2 separate regions of the Mus musculus genome follow, and region 2 is linked to region 1. A link is a contact called in public HiChIP or PLAC-seq data. All regions are on one chromosome and are shown on one strand. The core of a region is the stretch at or near the end of the contact, and the rest is flanking DNA. Distances in the headings are between cores, read along the strand shown. Region 1 overlaps Ube2ql1 (ubiquitin-conjugating enzyme E2Q family-like 1). Region 2 overlaps Gm36019 (a long non-coding RNA gene).

The links. HiChIP or PLAC-seq counts read pairs in DNA pulled down with a chosen protein or histone mark.
Region 2: an H3K4me3 HiChIP or PLAC-seq map of embryonic basal ganglia shows a contact between it and region 1, with 2.3 times the contacts expected there. The contact joins two enhancer-like sites. A contact is called at or near these places in 2 of 484 Hi-C or Micro-C datasets (the C10 cell line and embryonic stem cells), 7 of 115 datasets of contacts at active chromatin or transcription factors (bone marrow-derived dendritic cells, embryonic basal ganglia, embryonic forebrain and 2 more) and 1 of 9 other capture datasets (embryonic stem cells).

The regions. Positions count from the first base shown.
Region 1 is chr13:69,716,295-69,720,365 of GRCm38.p6, forward strand. All of the region lies in intron 1 of Ube2ql1 (ubiquitin-conjugating enzyme E2Q family-like 1), which reads right to left. Among named protein-coding and RNA genes, the nearest start is that of Gm35618, 21 kb to the left of the region's middle. Within about 2 kb of position 2,142, at least 31 of the 459 cell types and tissues checked have an H3K27ac peak or open chromatin away from gene starts, as enhancers often do. A contact at or near this core is called in embryonic basal ganglia, where this site is marked.
Region 2 is chr13:69,985,936-69,989,882 of GRCm38.p6, forward strand. The region is part of intron 2 of Gm36019 (a long non-coding RNA gene); the gene reads left to right. Among named protein-coding and RNA genes, the nearest start is that of Gm36019, 4.3 kb to the left of the region's middle. Within about 2 kb of position 1,481, at least 40 of the 459 cell types and tissues checked have an H3K27ac peak or open chromatin away from gene starts, as enhancers often do. A contact at or near this core is called in embryonic basal ganglia, where this site is marked.

The DNA.
Region 1 (4,071 bases), core at 892-3,391:
TCATCCAATATCAGGTGAACACTGAACTCATGCTGTGGGGAGGACTGAGCCTGCATGTAGGAGTCTCTACAGAGCTGCACACACTGCGCACACACTGTCCGTTTGGTCCTCAGTTTACCACTGTGTGCAGGGACGGTAGTTACAGCTTCAGTATTCACTACTCATCCAGCAGCCACCTTCACTACCGCCAGGCTCATCACAAGGTCACACTCTCCCTGTCTCAGTGTGGACATCTCTAAGATCCAAATGATCAACTTTCTTCTCCGTGTCTCCTTTACAGAAACTTCCATGAAGCTGTTTCTCTAAAGGCTGCAATGTTAGCAAGAAGCTGGGTGGGGTAGTTCATCTTCTGGGCTAGAGTACATGCCCAGTGCAGCCATGACTGTCCTGAGTGAGGGTTAGCTGGTGGCTTCCACCAGAATTTGTTTCAGACCCTCACAACAGCAGCAAGTTGCTACAGGTCTACTTTAGCAGGAAGGGACCGGGCTCCAGGGTGACTGTTGAGAATTCTTGCAGTGGCTGGATTCATAGTGGCCCTTAGTGGCTGGTTCTACATCAGCATGATTTAGAAAAAAATCATGGCCAGGCAGAGCTCAGGTCGTGTGGTTTAGTGAGTCTAAATGTGTATGTGAAAGTGGACATGTAGCATTAAATACATAAATCCCTGAATGGGATTCCTTCCTGCATTAAACCATTTATGTTCCCGGATGAAAGGCACACAAACACACACACACACACACATACACACACACACACACACACACACACACACACACACACACACACACACACACACACACAGCCATTACATTTTAAAATGCCTTGAACAGCACAGTAGCTGGGCAACTGTCTACCCTCTAAGCTGTTAGAATCTACCTCCTATCCATAACCCAGGCTATTACTATGTTTCATCTGGGCTGCTCTTAGTTCCAATCAGGCAGCCCTCTGGGCTACGTTCTCTTGGCCCCTAGCCCGTGGCAGTTTTTCTTTCTCCTCTCCCATATGTCCTCTCTATCCCATGGTGGCTTCTTCTTCTTTCTTCCTTCCTCTTCTTCATGGTCCCAAACCTGGGAAACCTAAACCCTGTCTATATCTCTTCTCCCTAGCTATGGGCTGGTAACATCTTTATTTACCAATCAGAATTAACAGGGAACAGGGTCCCTCAATACCTTACATACGGATCTGTCTTTAGGACAGTTTGGGGGGATCCAAATTAACATTAGAATACAAATAACATTAGGCCAACTCACTACATGGACAGACGCCTGATTAGTTCGAGGCCACGTAGTGATTATCACTGCTGTTCTTGATGGATGTCATGGCTGAGTGAATGTGGACACGTGACGTGGATACTTCTTGATGCTCTTGGTGCCCTAGGCAAGCCTAGACTTTCAAGAACCTAGAAACTTCAGTGTCAATGCTGGCCACTGTTCTAAGGGCTTAGACATGAGGCTACCTTAGGGAGACTCTGGGGGACAGACATGGAGATTTGTAATCCTTGGAGTTGAGGAGTGGGGTCGCTGGCTTATTTATTGGTAGCAGGGAGTGTCTAACAAGAACAGTGGGATGACTGTTGAGAAGTTCAACCAAGTTTTCCTGCTGAGGAAACAATACCATTAGCCAGTGGATTGGAGACCATACCATGCCCTAAAGGTCACACAAATGTGTTGTGTGTTCACAGGTACTGACTTCCTGCAGCCCTTTCTCCAAAACTAGCTGAGCTCAGGAACACACTAGTCCGGGCCTCTGCCCTTGGCCTTGAACCTCTCTGCATCTGCCCATTTCCCTAATGAGCAAGCACAGCGGTGTTCTGTTGGAGGCAGCAAAGATTCAGCAACTCTGTGACCCAGAGGGCAAGCCCTAAACACCATCTTAAAGCGTGATGTCCCCCATCTGCCCCCCGCCCTCAGAAAGTTGGACCTTTAGGCCCTGAAAAACTTTTTTTAACGACCAAACTTTCTATAAGATGCTGTAACCATTGGATACATTTGCCCCAGAACACCCTTTGGATTGTTTTGTGCAGTGTCTGCTAATGAGGCGCTAATGAAGTGGCAGGCTGGAGGCGCAGAAGCAAGCATCCACTCAGCGAGAATGAAGACTCCTCCCCTCCCTGCCAGGACTCCAGGCTGTGAGGAGGGGGCGGGGGAGCCAACAGTTTCAGATCCCAAGGGTTTCGGATGACTCAGCAGATTACCACCCTGCTTTCAAAGGCCCCAAAGTGCTTGTTCTCAGTCATTTCAATGGGTGTGATGCTCTTAACACAAGTCATCTCAATACTCTTTCTCGGTGAAACAGTCTCTCTCCACAAGCCTGCTCCATGGCATGCCTGGCTGTATAATCCAGCAGCCACCAACAGAGGCTAACGCTGGAGGCTTGTACACCTCCATGCTGGAACCTCAGTGGTTGCAACCTTGAGCCTATTTCAAGGTAATAGAGCATTCTGTTTTACGCTGAGGTCCCCAACTTGTTTTGGCAACGCTCATTAAGCTGTTACCTGCATCTCTGCCCCGGTTCATTGGCAACATAAAAACCTGTGTGTTGGGTCTATCGCCTGCTCTGGAGCCAGCCCAAGGTGCTCAGAGCACCTGTATAATACTAGCACGTTTGAAAGGTAGCAGCCCTGAAGTCCTATGGCACCTTTCTTCTCCTCCAGCTTCTTGCAGCACCCTGTGTGGTTGGCAGTCCGTGCTCTATGCACACTAGGACAGTATTTGCACTATGCGCACTAGAACTGTCCATTCACTATGCACACTAGGACAATCCTAGTGGGCTCTGTGCCCACTGTTGATGGCATGGGAGGGCTAGAGGATCCCACCTGTCTGCTCAGCTCTTCCATAGTACTCCTGTTCTTTCAGGTGGGGTTGGGGTGGGAGCTAACAGTCTTTAAAGATGGTAACTGACCAGGAAGAAGGTTGGTGGATACATGCAGAAAGATGTGTGAGCTCCAGACCCCTGTGCAGGGGTGGCCCTGTGTTCCTGTATGTAGCTCACATGAGCACAGGAGAATGTAGAGAAAATCCAGGCCCTCTGACAATAGAAACTCAGAATGCCCACTCTCTTACTTTCAAGCTACACTGCTGCATAGACATGGAACAATAACCTAGGATCTTCTCTACTAAGAGAAGCCTCTCAAGAGCTACAGACATCAGACAACCAATATGCCACCACAACCCCACACACTGTCACTCTGTCCAGGAACTTTCTGACCCTTTCAGGAAGAAACAAATCTTTGACAGCACAGAAAGAGCTATGGGGTAATACCAATCCCTGTAACAAACTAGTGTTGGCTTGTTGGTGCCTGGACTGCTGTGGACCAATAGAGGGGGACAGAGGCAGCTTCTTAGAGATGATCCCTGGGAGGGACAGGTCTCTTGACAGGTTATTGGTAAGATGCTATGTCTTCTGGGTAATTCTGAATCTCTGGGGGGAAATCCTGCATTCATTACTGGGTCCACACACTGAATGGAAATGGCAGGGCAGCCCCTTGGCAGGGTAGCCCCTTAGTACCTGCATCCTCAAAGTCTGCACTCTTTTTAATTTAAATAAATAAATAAATAAATAGAAAAATAGAAAATACAGTATCTTGCTTTGTGGCCATGGCTGGCTGAAACTCACAGACATCTGCCTGCCTCTGCTTCCCAAATGTGAAGATTAAAGACCTGTGCTATCATGCCAGGTTCACTGAAGACCAACACAGGGGCCACTTCAACCTTATCATAAAGCATCATGGAGGGATGGAACTGAGGGTGGGGGCATCTATCTCTTCATTAAACTATTACCACCATAAGGGTTCATGGCCAAAGTTAATAGCAACAGACAAAATCCCCTTATGCCATTTGTTATTTAATTGCCTTTTAGGGTTAGTTGCATTTAGAGGAAGAAAGAAAATCTAAAGACCATTTTAATTGCCATATTGCAAACATTGGGGATAACACCCTGAAGTTAAGATATAAATATATGTGCATTCTATTTGAATAAAAATTTATGTAAGTATTTTAAACATTCATTTAACTTTACAAATGCCTTACATATATATATACATACACCTCTATTTACACACATTTGCATACA
Region 2 (3,947 bases), core at 231-2,730, 270 kb after region 1:
TCCCTCCTTCTCTATGTGTGTATGTGTCCATGATACACTATTTCCTGGCAGTTGTTTATAGACTGGAATGTGGGATATAGCAGCAACCTTACATGAATATTTCCTCTAATGACCAAGGCTTTCTTCTGTCAGCCTTTCATTCATTCCTGTCCGTCCAATCAACACCTCAGGGCCCGGGAAGTGGCTTGATGGTGGAGGCTGCTTTTTTCTTAGAGTTGGACATATTCTAAGTTGTTGGAGGGTCTTTGCTCAGTCATAGATGCCCAAGAACATGCTCAAGTGAGGCAAAGAGGGGAAGTTCTTTATGGAACTGTGTGTGTTCCATCCCTTTGCACTGCAACTGAAAGCATAGTTCAGAAGAAACGTGAGAAGAGGGGTTCCCCAGGGGAGGTCAGCAACTCCTGTGGGATGCAACCAGGCCTGAGGACTTGCATGGACACCAGCTCTGAAGAGGCCACTACAGCATGATGCTGATTTTATTTACCTGTCCACCCATCCCTGCTACCTTTCCTTCACTCATGGTTTCTGTAAGCCGTGAGGTCTGTGGTGCTCATGGGTACTCTGTCCTTCTGTCCTCTTCACCATCACCTTGTCCTGCTCAGGACAAGCCCACAATATACCTGAAGTTGAGTGCCCATTACCCCCAGGTCCTTGATGGGTCTTCCTCTTCCTTCTTGCCCTTTTGCCTATACATTTGCCCCTTGGACACTTCTGCCAATATTAGTTTTCACTGTTCATCTGCCTCTCCCTCAAATAGAAGTGAACATAGAGAGCTGGTGTGCCACGGCTGGTCCAGAGGGTCTGCATTGGAACCTGAGCTGAGGAAGACACCATCCTATCTAAGGCAACAGAGTAGGTGAAGATTACATGTCCACCATTTTTGCCATTGGGTGCTGCAGACACGTGAGTCCCTCTCATGGTTGGGATCATTGAGATAGGAACCAGGGAGAGCCCCATGGAGGAGTTCTAGAGCCTCCAGTTTCTAGGAACTCAACCCTCATCCTGTTGAGAGAGGCAGTGGACAAGATGGTGCCCACTGCCTGTTTCAGACACAGAGTGAAAGCTGTGCTCATTAGTCTGTGGAGCAAGGCCCTTATGTTCTCCACCCCCGGCTAAGTGCTGTCAGCCTTTACTGGAAGAAAGAGGCCACATGAAGACAAGGTCTGTTATCATTATTAAATTGTTTGGGTCTTTATTAACATATTCATGAGGCTATTCAATTTAAAATATATTTCATTTCCTTAGCCCAGCAAATAATTCTCCCTTTCTTAGGACGGCTGCAAAATTTAATATAGAAGGGATTTCACTTGGCAGCTTGTGTCTGGAAAATGCGGTTCAGAGCTGCAGAGCGTGTGACGTGTGTGACGGAGGAGTTTATCTGCAGTGCCGAGAACAGGAGTCAAAATGCCCCGCCCCCTGAGCAAGCCTTCCTTTGCTGGAAGCACAAGTGCCCCTTGCAGCCTCTGCAGGGTGTGTGCCTTTGGCAAGTGAATGGTTTGACGCCTTTGTGCCGCAGCAGCTGACTACTCTCAATGGGGCTGTGACCCAGGGCTTTAAGAAGTAAATGGTGTGCCAGTAGTGTTTGGGTCTGGCCTTTCTCCTTTCTCCTGCGGGGAAGGCAGAGTTTCTCAATGGCTTGCTGCTCTTTGGCCAATGCAAACTCACTGTTCTCTGAGCTAACTGTGGTGCTGAAGATAGGCTTAATACTGTCTCCAGGAGCGGAACATTTCAGCACCCACATGGGTTTATAGCTGCTTTGGGCTTGGGGGAAACAGCATCCCACATACACAGGAGAATTACTCTGTCTCAACAGCTTCACAGGAGGGAATATGGACTTTTACAAAGGCACATGTTGGGGTGCTTGCATGGGCAATAGAGAAACAAAAAAACCATGGCAGCCCAGAGAAAAGAATATATGCAACCTGAAAATTCATTCTACCTCTGAGGCATTGGGACCAAACCTCGGATGTCAGGCATCTGTCTGGATTCTCTAATTCATAAGAGGCTGAATCATTAGCAACATTAAGCCCACTCAAGCTACTTAAAGCTTTTTACCGTATTTCATATTGAATGAAGACTTCTTTTAATCCAAATATTTAATGTGTTACGTCTGCTCATCTTTCTTACTTCTGATAATGACTACAACAGATATATCCAGCTAGACCTGTGAATTATCAAAACTCTGCTTAATCGCTGGTGAAGGACATATTCTCTACCACCTCCCGCCCCCACCTCTCCCATCTATAAAGAAACCATCGCTTAACTTGTCCTTGAACTATTTCATATTTCAGTTAATTAAAAGAATGCGGAGGAAGCCTGTCTCCCTGGTTTGGTGTGGTTAATTAACAAAGGTATTCAATATGCCACTGTAAATGGCATTCTGCTAGCACTTAATTAAAATAAATACAAAAACTTAAAGGAACAAACAGATTTTGGCACTGGTCTGTGGTTTCAGGGCCAGATTTTATGTGTGGATATAACGCAAGCATAGGAATAAATCTCGAGTCTGTGCCCTTAATGGACTGGCGTCTGGCCAGAAGCAAGGAGGCTACAGCAGCAGTTCCAGCTTGCAGGCTTTAGGAAGGCTTGCCCCCTCCCCTCCTACCCACCCCACATGGGAGTGGCTGTCACCAACCCTCTCCACATCCCAGGGAAGGGAGCACAGCTTGGTCCCTTTTCATCCATCCTTCTGCTGACAACCCACAGTGTGCAGGACAAAGTGTGTTTATTCACCATGCTTCACCATGGGACTTGGAAACATATTTTAGATATGAACTCGTTGATCTTGCTCATTCCTCCTCGTGCTGCTGCTGGCTGCTAGAATGGAGGATGTCTTCAGACTGACCCATCAGGAGACTGGAGAGGAAGGAAACTCTTGTGAATGCTTCCCCATCCCCCAGATTGGGGATCCCTCCAAGTTTGCCATAACTGTAGCAATCTAGATGGTGCAAAATGAAAGGACCTCCCCCCCAAAAAAAACCTCCACAGAAATCTGACTCTTGGATTTGGAAAGTCGATTCTTGGATTTCCAAACCATTTGGGAATCAGTTTTTATATATGAGTAATCTTTGGAACAGAACCACGTGGATACCACCCAAGAAGAGCTTCTATGCTGGAGTTTTTGTTAGCATGTATGTGTGTGCATGTACATGCTTGCAACTGTTTGTGTGTAAGTTGCACAAATGTACATCATCACTGTGGAAGAAAAAACCACTGCATTCCTTTCAAAACAACTATAATTAAATCGTATTTGTAATATATTAAGAGCATTAAAATAGGAAAATACATAATTAAGGATAGTAAACCTGTAAGCCTGCTGGGCAGTGGTGGTATATGCAAATCTCAGAGTTTGTGGCTAGCCTGAGTTCCAGGACAGCCAGAGCCAGTCAAAAAAGAAAAAGAAAAATGTATGTTAAACCTAACTCACTTAGATCACAATATAAGGAAGATAGCTGGGAACACGTCTTAGATATTTCAGGAGTCTACTATTTCAGCCAGAGTCCGTCTCATGTAATCATTGGTCCTGAGTCAGGAAGCCTAAAGTAATGACTTCCTGGTGCTGGTGGAGAAGATCATAGAGGTTGGGTTCTGCTCTCAGACAGGAAGCCTGAATCATCAAAACCTGAGGTAGATGCCCCTTCCATTTAGACACCTAACAGACCAAGCTTAGTGTTCATGGCAGCCTTCTGTGGAGCACTGTGAAGCACCGCCTCTCTGCAGAGAGTTTCATTACAGATGCCAAAGTGGAACCTGAGCCACAGGTGCTGTGAGGGGATTATGGCAACAGTGGTGGGTAGAGTGCAGTTGCTTCAGGGAGTACTAGGCTGAGAGCCTTACAGGTGATTAATACATGCAGGTGTGTAATATAGGCCTGCAGGTGCTCTGGTGTGCAGGTGTTCAAGCATATACGTGCGAAGATGGGTAGAGACGCAGATAGATATACGGGT